Linked DNA regions of Mus musculus: region 2 is linked to region 1. Evidence: chromatin contacts called from public HiCAR-type data. All regions are on one chromosome and are shown on one strand. The core of a region is the stretch at or near the end of the contact, and the rest is flanking DNA. Distances in the headings are between cores, read along the strand shown. Region 1 holds the start of Peli1 (pellino 1). Region 2 holds the start of Xpo1 (exportin 1).

Region 1 (5,744 bases), core at 2,420-4,919:
GTGTGTCAGCCCCATGATCATTAGGGACATAACTTCCATGTTTCTGCTTCTCCATCCACAGTTTGCTTGTTTTAGGTTGAGATTTTCATTTTATCTTCACTACTGTGTGTCCATGTTTGTTTTACTTCTGACAGCTATTCCATATTTCAGAATCCACTCTTCTAACTTACCACAACTCAGTCTAAACAATATGAGTCCCTTTCCTCCTTCAGTCCTTTGAGTTATTTGTTGCAAAACATTTTACTTTTGCACAAGTTATGGTCTTATACAGTGTTGTTGTGTTGTAGAAAATATCAATTCTGACCCAGGATTTCTACCTCACCTTTATCATTTAGTTCTCATATGAAACACACACACAACCTTTACATGTAGTATGTAGTTTTTATTACCCCACTTTAGGCTCCAGGCAGACCATACTATCAGCCACACCCAGGTCCCCTCAGATCCATGGATGAAAGACACACATACACACACATACACACAGAGTCACAGACACATACACACAGACACACACACATAAACACACACACACACACAGAGTCACAGACACATACACACAGACACACACACACATAAACACACACACACAAACACAGACACACACAGAGACACACAGAGAGACACACACACAGAGAGACACACGCAGACACATACACACACAGATACACACATAGACACACACAGACACACACAAACACAGACACACACACAGAGACACAGACAGACAGACAGACAGACAGACACACACACACACACACACACACACACACACACACACACTAGCTCATCTTTGATATGCTTTAGCTCAGTGGCCAGGCTCTCCTAAGCCTTCTTCAGCTTTTACACCCTTCTCTTCACTCCCAGCTCAGTACCTCTAATTCTGCCCTTTACTTTGTTGCCCGTTTATCCTCTCCTTGTTCAGCGTCCTAAATCTGCCCTCAGCTTGATTATGTTTCTAATATCCCACCTGCTACCCCAGGCCTAATTGGGGAAGAAGCTGATGGCCACTCTGCCTGAGATCTGACATGGCTGATGTTTTTTTCCCCATCTGAAGCATGGCAAATCTTTTCTCTCCTTGATCTGCTAGTTTGCCTGTGTGGAGTGGGGGGTAGAGGCTGGGGGAGAGGGGCAGACTGCAAGTCCTGCCTATTCCTCCGAGCTCATTGGCAGCTCGCATCTTTACTGATCAATCAAGAACCAACTGGGGACAGGACCTTCAGGTTCCCATGAAGATTCCTGATCAGAGCATCAGAACAACCCCTACATTTATATTTATAATAAGCCGTAAACAGCACAAGAACTGGGCAGCTATCTACCTTCTATGCTATTAGAATCTACTTTCTTATAGATAAATACAAATTATTACTTAATATTTACTATGTTTCATCTGGGATGCTCTTAACTCCCACTGGACAGCCCCCAGGGTTGCACTTTTATGGCTCACTTAACCCATGGTGGCTTCTCCTCCCTCCTCCTGCACTCCTCTCCTCCCTGTCTCCTAGGACTCCAAGCCTGAGAAGCCTAAACTCCACTTATGTCTCTTCTGCCCAGCTATTGGCTGTTGGCATCTTTATTTACTGATCAGAAATAACTTGGGGGTAGGGTCACAAGTCTATGTACAGACTCCAAGTCTTGGGGGCCCACATTTAGCATTACAATAGAGAGCAAGATCAAACCTCAACATTGTTGTTTTTGCCTTAAATTATCTTTAAAATGTTTTTGATGAAGGGGGATCTTACATATTTACAATTTTTGGCATTCAGGCTGTTAGGCTTAAGAGTGAGCACTCAACCCCACTGACCCATCTCATAAGTCCTGTGGTAGTTTTTATATGAATGCGCATTTACCCTGATCAGGGTCCATTAAGCTTCTCAAATATATCTTATCAAAAACTCATGTTTGAATACTGCTTCCAGAAGAAATAAAAAAAAGATGACATTCTTTAGCATATTACCCCCACCCTTCATGGGCTTAGCTGTCTCCTTCATTTTCTTGAAGTTTCCTCATGCCTCTCTCCCCAGTGTGCTTCTGCCACCGCCAGCAAATGTGCCATTAGCCTCTGTGTCCTCGAGCTCCCTGCTCCTTCACTGCTCTCTTCCACCTTTGCCAATAAAATACACAAACGTGGAAGCCGTGAGTCAGCCCACATTCAAATGATCTTTGAAGCACTTCCTGACCCTGCCTGAGTCTGAGGTAGTCTGAATTTTCCTATGACAGCATAGATCACACTGAGTCCATTTATCTGTCTCTTCCTTGGCAGAGAGAGGGGACAATGAATACAAAGTATGTCTCTTTTATATCTTTACAGCTCTATTTTTGAGGCCCAATAAAGTGCCTGGCACATAGTAAATACCTTTACTTGTTTTTTAGTATTTTATTTAAATATCTACATTAAATATTTTAAATACAGGTGTCTTGCCTGCATATATGTCTATGGGCCAATGAGGCCAGAAGATGGTGTTGGATTCCCTGAAGTTACAGGAGGCTGTGAGTGTCCACATTGGTGCTGGAAAAGAAGCCAGGTCCTTTGGAAGCGTGACCAGTGCTCTTAACTGCTGAGCCCTGCTGAGCCATTCTCTGTCTCCCGTGTACTTGTTTCTTAAATTACTTATTTCTTCATTGATCAAATAATTATGTGGTCTGTGGGCATCCAGGGTTTTTGATCCTAAGACTATTTGAAAATCCTTAGTTTCCCATCTTGAAATAGATGTCTGATTCCTTGGCATTAATGTTTTTTCTTCCAGGTTCTAGGTACTCTATTAAGGGAAACTGAGGCAAATTACCTGTAAACCTTCTGGAGAGCCAGTACTGTGTTTTCTCACACCACCATACATGCATACCTGGTCATTTAGAAAGGGTGTAAGACTTAGCTGAGCACAACATACCCATACCATGTTTCAAGGTGCCGTATGTTGTAATTTGATAGTGAGAAACTTGAATCGGCTAATACATACATTGAACAGTTCTGAACTCTCTCTACTTATCTTTTGAATATATATTTATGGAATCTGGATGTTTGAAGAACTATAGATTTTCAGATGAACAAATTGCAGTACAATGATCCAACAATGCTGTTAATGCTGAACTTGGGTTGGAATTAAATGTAACTAACCGAACAAAGAAATTACAGAATTCTGTTAATGGTCACGCTCCCTACAGTTTTATAACCTAATTGTTAAAACACTAAGAACAAGTAGATTTTTAGTACCTTGGGTAATTCTCTTGAAGGAGGCAAAGGAAGGGGGTATTTATGATTTGCAGAAGAAATCTAAACAACCAAGGAGACTGCCATGTCAAGAGGAAGTTAGATTTCACTGGGCACTTGGAAGTGGTTGGGGGTGGGGTGAAGCAGGAGGGACTGGCTGTGGGCAGGAACCCAATGGCACCAAAGACACAAGACCAGCCTTGTTTAGTCAACTACAGTCCAGAACCTTCAGGCTTAGTGAATGGGTGACTATGGCAACAGTCCCCGCCCCAACCCCCTTGCGCGTGCACAGCGCAGAGCCAGCAGTAGGCTCCTCCACAACAGATACTTTTTTTTTTCTCTCTCGGTAAAGAGAACTACAGTTCCCAAGAGCCCTCTCGGCACCGCCTCGCGATGTGGCCCTGCCCCTTACCCTTATGCCCCGCCCTCCCGCTAGTCCCGGTCCCTCCTTCCCAGTGTGTGTCAGTGACCCAAAGGCGGTTCGAGGCGGAGGGACCGTCGGGGGCGCCGCCGCCGCCTTCTCCAGCGCCAGCAACAGCAGCAGCAGCGGCAGCGACAACAGCAGCAGCGGCAGCAGCGGCCGTGCGGCGCCACCGGATCTGCCTGCAGCCCGGGGAGCTCACCACAAAGCGGGCCCGAGCCTCCCTCTCTAGTCCGCGCTCGGCTCTGCGTTCCACTCGGCCTCGCGGGGCTCGGCGGCTGGCGGGAAGGCGGCGGGCTCCGCTGGTGCCTGCGTTCAACCGGTGCTCGCGCCGCCCCCGCGCCCCGGGTGTCCGTGCGGCGGGCCGAGCTGGCGTTCCGGCCACCAGCAGTCGTCCGGTGAGTGCGGCGCGGGCGGCGAACGGGGGCGCGAGGGCCGGCGGCGCGGAACTTCCTCCGAGCCTTTGCCGGTGGCGGCGCGGCGGCCTGCGCGCCCGCCCGCCCGCGGGGAGGCGGCGGGGAGCAGAGTTTGCGGCGCCGCATCCCGCGCGGAGGGAGGAAGCGCCTTTGTGAGGAGCTGCCCGGAACGCCCTCCCCCACGGCTGGAGCGGGTGCGCGGCGGAGGGGAGCCCCAGCTCGGCGGCCCGGTTCTCGCTCCCGCGGCCAGGCTGCAGGCCGGCGAAGTGGAAGGGGAACAAAGGGGCGGTGGGCTTTTCTTTTGTTTGTGTGAATCTGATAACTTCTCAGCTTCCTTACGTAACACAGAATTCCAAGTTAGTCATTCTTTTTATTGTTATGATTATTGTCATCATCTCTGCGTGCCTCTACGTTTCCTTTCATCTTGGGAATCTCAGAGCATTTTAAAAACACTAATTAATTTCACCTCCCGGCCCTTGCCAAGCCCGTTTCCGTACGTGGGTAAACTGAGGTCCAGAAAGCCCTCAAATTGATGGATACGCTTGATGTACCGCGCTGGTGTCTGAGGCTCCGAAAGCGTTTATGAGTAATAACTCATTCTCCAAATGCCCTGTGGAAAAGTTAAAGATGCTCATTTTACTTACAGGTTAAATGAAGTCTGGAAGAAGTCTAGGTAATTGTTAGGTAGTTGAAACAATAATTCTTTTTAAATAGTATTTGAATCTTAAAACCTCAAAGGACTTTCTGAAAAATGTTCCGAGTGGTGAAGATACTGTAAGTCATCAACTCACTTCGCCATATATTATGTTTATATGTGCAGATCTCTTACAAAGTCAGACAACAATGATGAGGGAGGGGATAGTTTTTACTTAACCTACATTTAACATGTTTAGTCACTACTCACAATATGCTCGTTGGTTTTAGCCCCAGCACTCTTCCATCAACAAATATTGAGCATCTCATCCACAGGACGCTTTATTAAACCGAGAATTGAAGCTTTTGTGTATCAAAGGTTGTCTGTTTTGATTCAAAGGCTCTTTACTTTCGGGTAGTAGAGTGTTACTTTGTCTTCGTAGCAGGTGATCTTTTGTGTCAGATAGCACAATGTCTTTTCTCCACATTAACCGAGTTTGCCTAGTCGTGTGAATTTAAAGTTTTTGAATTGTGAACAGGGTGCAGTTCCTCAATTTCTTGTTTCGGTTTATGATGCATTTTCACAGGTAACAACATATTTCCCCAGAGTATTCAAATACACATACTTGAAACATTCTCCTTATTGTCTAAATATAGCATATAATTTCTTTGGGTTTCTTTCTTTCTTTTTTTTTTTTTTTTCACAGTTAACATCTGTAGTAAATACTCTGAGGGCAATTAATCTTTTAAACACTTTTGGTATCAAATGGAAGGTGTGAAAACTTTAAATCAAGTGTTATTTCTACAAGTTCTTTTCCTAAGTTGTATGAGATTTAGAACTGTAATAGCATTATTTTCATTTACACACTTAATTTAATTTTGTAATGCCCCCAGATTTTAAATCTAGTAGGTGTGTCAGAAAACGAAAGTGAGACTTTAGATATTTTTTCTTCTGTTCCCCAACCTATCCCCTTTCTGAAGTTTGTTAAGAGATCTGTTGAGCAATTTGAAAATGGAACACTTAAATGTATAGAAGATTGCTTATATGGTTATAGTGTTTCATCTGATA
Region 2 (5,627 bases), core at 40-2,539, 2.2 Mb after region 1:
ACTGACCTGGCACTTGGGAGCCATGGGTTAACCTAGGGGCGTGGCATAATAAGGGCACGCACCAAGTTAAAAGAAGTTGGCACAAAATCTGTCTATACGCATTGTTAAGTTAGCAACAGGATTTTCAATGTGTTAGGACTAATTTTTAGAAATAACTTCTTGTTGAAGCAGTCTGGGGAGAGTTAATTTTTTGTTGTTGTTTTTTTTCGAGACAGGGTTTCTCTGTGTAGCCCTGGCTGTCCTCGAGCTCACTCTGTAGACCAGGCTGGCCTCGAACTCAGAAATCCCTGTCTCTGCCTTCCAAGTGCTGGGATTAAGGGCATGCGCCACCTCTGCCCGGTAGAGAGTTAAATTTTTAAGGAGGCTCGTCCAATAACTAACTAGACAACCGTTTCCAGGCGCCCAAACTGCACGCCCGTTTATGCCAACCTCGGCCCGTGCTATTCACGTTCCCATGCGGTGCCCAAACCCAGGCCTCTACAACGGATCCAAGGCCCAGGGCCTACCATCCGGCACCTATGTGTTCTTTTCGGTCCTTCGCGGCCGTCTATTTCCATGTAGAAACAGGGTGTGCCCTCCCTTTTCCGAGCACAGACCCCATCCTAAGGGCGGATGCTGGGGCCCCAGGACGAGGCCCCTGAGGTTGGCGGGAGCTCGAGGGGGCGGGCCGCCAGGGAACGGGGAGGGGGGGAAAGCAGAAAGACGAGCAACGCGCGCGGCGCTCAAACCCGCGCTGCCTTCTGCTCACGGGCGAACCCCACCCTCTCCGTCACCAAAGGCGCCCAGCCAATGGGCGAGCCGGAAAGGCCGGGCTTACAAGCGAGGGACCGAGAGGGGGAGCCACTCGAGGGGAAAGGGATGTAGAAGGCGGGCTGCACTTGACTGACAGCTCACTCAAGCCAATCCTCTGTGAGGCTTCTCCGCTCTCCTCTTTGCTGGGCTCTGTTCGACGTCCCACCTTCTCTTCCTCCACCCCCCCCTCACTCCTTTGCGTCCCGCCCCGCCTCCCCTCCCCCACTCTGCGGGCAAATCACTGCTGGAAAGAGGCGGGGGCCTAAGCGGCAGGCTCGTGTGGAGCCTTGAGGTGGGATTGACGGGCGCTCCGACCAATAAGAGGTAGGCTGATGGCGCGGCTGTGGCCGGGGCCGACCAATGGGCGCGCGGCCTGGGGGCGGAGGCCCAGGTTCCAAACGCTCCGCGGCGCCATGGGCTGAAAACTCAACCGAGATGGAATCTCCCAGTCTGAACCGGTTTCAACCGGTTCCGAGTTTGAGGCACTAGGAGGAGGGGGAGAAGCGGCTGCAGCGGCCGCGGCAGGAGCAGCGGGAGCTTCAGCATCAGCAAGAGCAACAGTAGCTACAGCCCCGGCGGCCGTGCCTGTTCCAGCCTTTGCTGCAGCAGTCGTGCAACCATCCCGAGGGGGAGGGGGGAGGCACCAGTCGCTGAGGAGCACGCGAAGGGGGGAAAGTTTAGGCTAGCTCGGGTGGGGGGGCCCGGCGCCGGAGCGGCGTGAGCGAGGGAGCCCTGTGTGGTAGGGGGAGCCGGACTGCAACTGGCGGCAGAGCGGCCCCGGCCGTACGGACTCGCGCTGCTGCTCCCGCCGCCGCCTGTGGCTGGAGGGTCCTGGGCTCTGTCTCACGGACTGGCCCGCTCCCCTCCCCCTTCCTTCCCTCCCCAGCCGGGCGGGAGCATTTATTTCTCGGATTAATTCCCCTTTTTGGTGGGGCGCGTGTGTGTGCGTGCGCGCGTGTGTGTGCGTGAGTGTGTGTTGGGTGGAGTTGTCCCTAGAATAGTAAATACTGAGCTTTTTTTTTTTTTTTTGCCCTTCTCTGCTTTTTAATTTCTTTTTTGTTTAAGGTGGGAAAACTGTGAAACCCACCTTGATTTCCTCCCCTCTCCCTCCTCCCCACCTTCCCTCGCCCCAAGCCCGGACAAGGAAGGAAGAAGCAGTTGGTTGAATTTCTGGGTAAGTCGGTCGTGTGCTCGGGGCCGAGGGTCGGGCGGCGGCGGCGCGGCGGGCATGAGGCGAGGCGGGCGGCGGGCGCGGGGCCCTCGGCGGAGCCTGAGATTGAATGGAAGCGCTTCTGTCGCTCGGTGATGGAGGTGGGGAGGCGGCCGCGGGAGGGGAGCGCTTGCTGGGTCATCTTCGTGTGCGGGTGGCGGTGGAGGAAGGCGAGGAGCGTGGTAGTGAGGCTGAGCCCCTGCGCGTGGGTGGAAGGGCTTCCCCAGTCCAAAGGGCTGGGGAGAGTCGGGGGTGATTTCGGGAACGTCTCTGTAAATTATTAGGAGTGGAAGTTTCCAGAAATATTTAGTGCAGCAGCATTGAAACGTCCGCCTGCATCACGTGGCCCCCTCGGTGGAGAGCTTGGGATGGGGGAGGGAGGGGCTACCGAGTCCCTTCTTATGTGAAGAAACTCGAAAGCCTTGTGGGTGATTTTTGTTGTTGTTGGTTTTGTGAGTGTGTGTATAACAAGAAGTAGGAAAGAGGAGTTAATTTCTTTTTTTCGGGGGCCTGCAGTTGGGGTTCCGTGTTGTAGGTTGTTTTCGCCCGGGGCATATATGTCTTGGTGAAACCGTGTACTGCTGGCCGTGGACAGTGAATGATGCCCTCCCTGCTCCTCCTTCTGGTTTCTTGAGTTTGCGGTGTAGGAGAGGAAGTGGTGGTAGAGGATGCACTGAATACTCGCCGAGGCGGGACCTCGGATCACTCAGAGGACATGCTGCATAGAGAATAGGGCGGTGAACTTAGGCGCCGGGTCTAAATGCCTCCTCCGAGTATGGGCGGGGTGAGTGCGTGCTCCTGTGAGCTATAGTTAGAAGTGCTGAGAGTCGTTCGGGTGGGAAGCCAGGGGAGGGCGGTCCCTTCCTAGTGAGGCGTGTGTTTCTTACTGAATGAAGCAGGCGATTGCCCACACACGGAGTAGCAGTCTTTTGTAGCATCTTGTTTTTTGACTCATTGTGAACTTACCTTTTTAGATGGCTACTGGTGGGTAGTGTTTTGCTGCTTGCAGTGCCATTGAAGGTATATGGACAATCACTTGTAGAGTCACAGCATTGTTTGATGGGTTCCTACAGTTCACAATCCAGTGAGTGGAATTTGGGATTGGGGGACACCAACGAGACAGGTGAACCAATCAGAAAGTGAACAATCCCTCCATAGCTGCACTACTTACTGCATGATTCTGTATCTTGAATGTGGGTGTCACGGCTGACGGTGGAATGACTATTTGGAAGCTGTTTGGTTGGGGCTGCTAAATGTGCTTGGCATTGACCACAGAGCCGCCATTTCTGGATTACCTATAGTTGAAGTTGGAAGATAACCGCTAGTTCCGAGAAAGGCCAACAACTGTATTTAAGTATTCTTAGATTGCACCCCTTCCCCCACATGAGTCTAGTATCTGAATTCTTAGAGAAGACCAACTTGAAAATGAAACTTAGGACTTAAGTGTAGGGTCATTTGACTAAACATTTAATCATTACTTTTTTTTTTAAAGAACTATAAATTGAGATAGTGTCTGAGACAAGTTGGTTGCAATTTTTAACCATAAACTCGAAAAATCTGTTTTAATCTGTAAAAGTTATGACACTTGAAGTTATTGGAAAGAATAGTTATTTGTTAGTGGGATTTATTTTTCTTGTATATTAGTGTTCTGTTTTTCCCTTCTTAAGACAGACAGAGTCTCACTGTGTATTCCAGTCTGTGCTTCCATCTCTTCTGGGATTGCATATGTCTTATCTCTTAACACTGGCCTTGGTGTTAATTGTCCTTTCACCTCCCAGGTGCTTTCTTTAATTTTTAATATATAATTTATTTTTACTTTTAGTTTATGTTTTGTTGGTGTTTTGCCTGCATGTATGTCTTTGTGGAGGTGTCAGAAAACCAGAAACCAGAGTTACAGATCAATGTGGGTGCTGGGAATTGAACCAGGGTCCTTTGGAAGCACAGCCACTGAGCTATCTCTCCAGCCCAGTTTGTTTGTTTCTTTTCTTTTTCTTTTTCTTTTTCTTTTTCTTTTTCTTTTTCTTTTTCTTTTCTTTTCTTTTCTTTTCTTTCTTCTTTTTCCGAGACAGGGTTTCTCTGTATAGCCCTGGCTGGCCTGGAACTCAAATCTGTAGACTCAGAAATGCACCTGCCTCTGCCTTCCAAGTGCTGGAATTAAAGGCCTGGGCCACCACTGCCGGGCTCCAGCCCAGTTTCTTTATCTTTACATGAGTGTAAATGTGAGCATATCTACCTATGAAAGAATTTTTGGACTCGTGAGGAGTTTGAGTGGGGAGCACAGATAGGTCTTACTCTGTTGCCTTTGTCTTTTAACAGTAGTATGCCGGGCGGTGGTGGTGCATGCCTTTAACCTGAGTTCCAGAACAGCCAGGTCTATACAGAGAAACCCTGTCTTGAAAAACCAAAAAACAACAAAAACCCCCCAGCCTTGGCCTGATTGTTAGTTACTTCAGATAGGGCTTCATAGCTCAGGCTGGTCTTAAACTCTGTATGTAGATGAGGCTTGGTCTTGGTTTTCTGATTTGAGTGTCAAGAGCGCTGGGGTTCCAGATGCACACTTCTGGTTTGAAACCAAGGAGTTCATGCATAGTAGAGCACTTCACTGACTGAGCCAAACCTAATCTTTGATTTATTATAACTAAGTTTTATCTTGGGCATGATTAATAAAACCTTTGTATTGAAGTATCAGCAGCACTACTACAGAAATACAGCGGAGAAACTACTTGTCCTAGCTGTGTTTTGAGCCAGGTTTCACTGAAAGGCTGAGGTGTTTTTTATTCAGGATCTCTGCAGTCCAAGGTATCCTGGAATTCACACTTCTGCCTTCACCTCCTAGGTGGTGGGATATAGGACTAGACCACCAAGGCCCACTTTGTACAGGTTTCAAACTGTTATTTTAAGAAAAGGATGGTACAGAATGGCTCAGCAGTTAAGAATTCCTGCTGCTCTTGGTGAGGACCTAGTCTCCATTCTGGGTGGCTCATAATCTCTGCGACTCCAGCTCAGTGGGATTCCACCTTGCTCAGGCCTATACAGGCACCTGCACTCTGGCACACAGAGCCACACACAAACCCAGTAAAGTGTAAATTCTTTTTTTTTTTTTTTAAAGATTTATTTATTATTATATGTAAATACACTGTAGCTGTCTTCAGACACACCAGAAGAGGGAGTCAGATCTTGTTAGGGATGGTTGTGAGCCACCATGTGGTTGCTGGGATTTGAACTCTGGACCTTCAGAAGAGCAGTCGGGTGCTCTTACCCACTGAGCCATCTCACCAGCCCCGTGTAAATTCTTAAAAACACAACTTTTTTCATACCAACCTAATTATTCAGAAACTGCGTGATCAAGCACGCTATTCATTTTCCAAATTCTGGAGGTTTTGTAAACTGCTGTAAAAGGTATTATGGATATGCTTAAAGTATCCTCTTTAAATGGTATGCAAAATTGTTTAAATTTGAACTACAAACCAAATGTAGTGGCTCACACTACACCTGTAGTTGCAATGCCTGGAAGGTTGAGGCAGAGTATTCATATGCAGCTCTATAGTTAGGAGAGGATCCAGCCTGTAATCTCCAAGCTGTATATTGAGTCTGAGACAGAAGGGTGGCAAGTTCAAGGGTTGCC

Evidence for each region. HiCAR-type assays count read pairs that join an accessible place to other places.
Region 2: a contact with region 1 is called in a HiCAR-type map of astrocytes, with 2.5 times the contacts expected there. The contact joins the promoter of Xpo1 here to the promoter of Peli1 in region 1. A contact is called at or near these places in 1 of 484 Hi-C or Micro-C datasets (CD4 T cells) and 1 of 115 datasets of contacts at active chromatin or transcription factors (astrocytes).

Annotation. Positions count from the first base shown.
Region 1 is chr11:21,087,655-21,093,398 of GRCm38.p6, forward strand. Peli1 (pellino 1) reads left to right here and starts at 3,670. Exons shown (of 7, transcript NM_023324.2): 1 at 3,670-4,024.
Region 2 is chr11:23,254,752-23,260,378 of GRCm38.p6, forward strand. It overlaps Xpo1 (exportin 1), which reads left to right and starts at 1,290. Exons shown (of 26, transcript NM_001035226.1): 1 at 1,290-1,409; 2 at 1,893-1,966.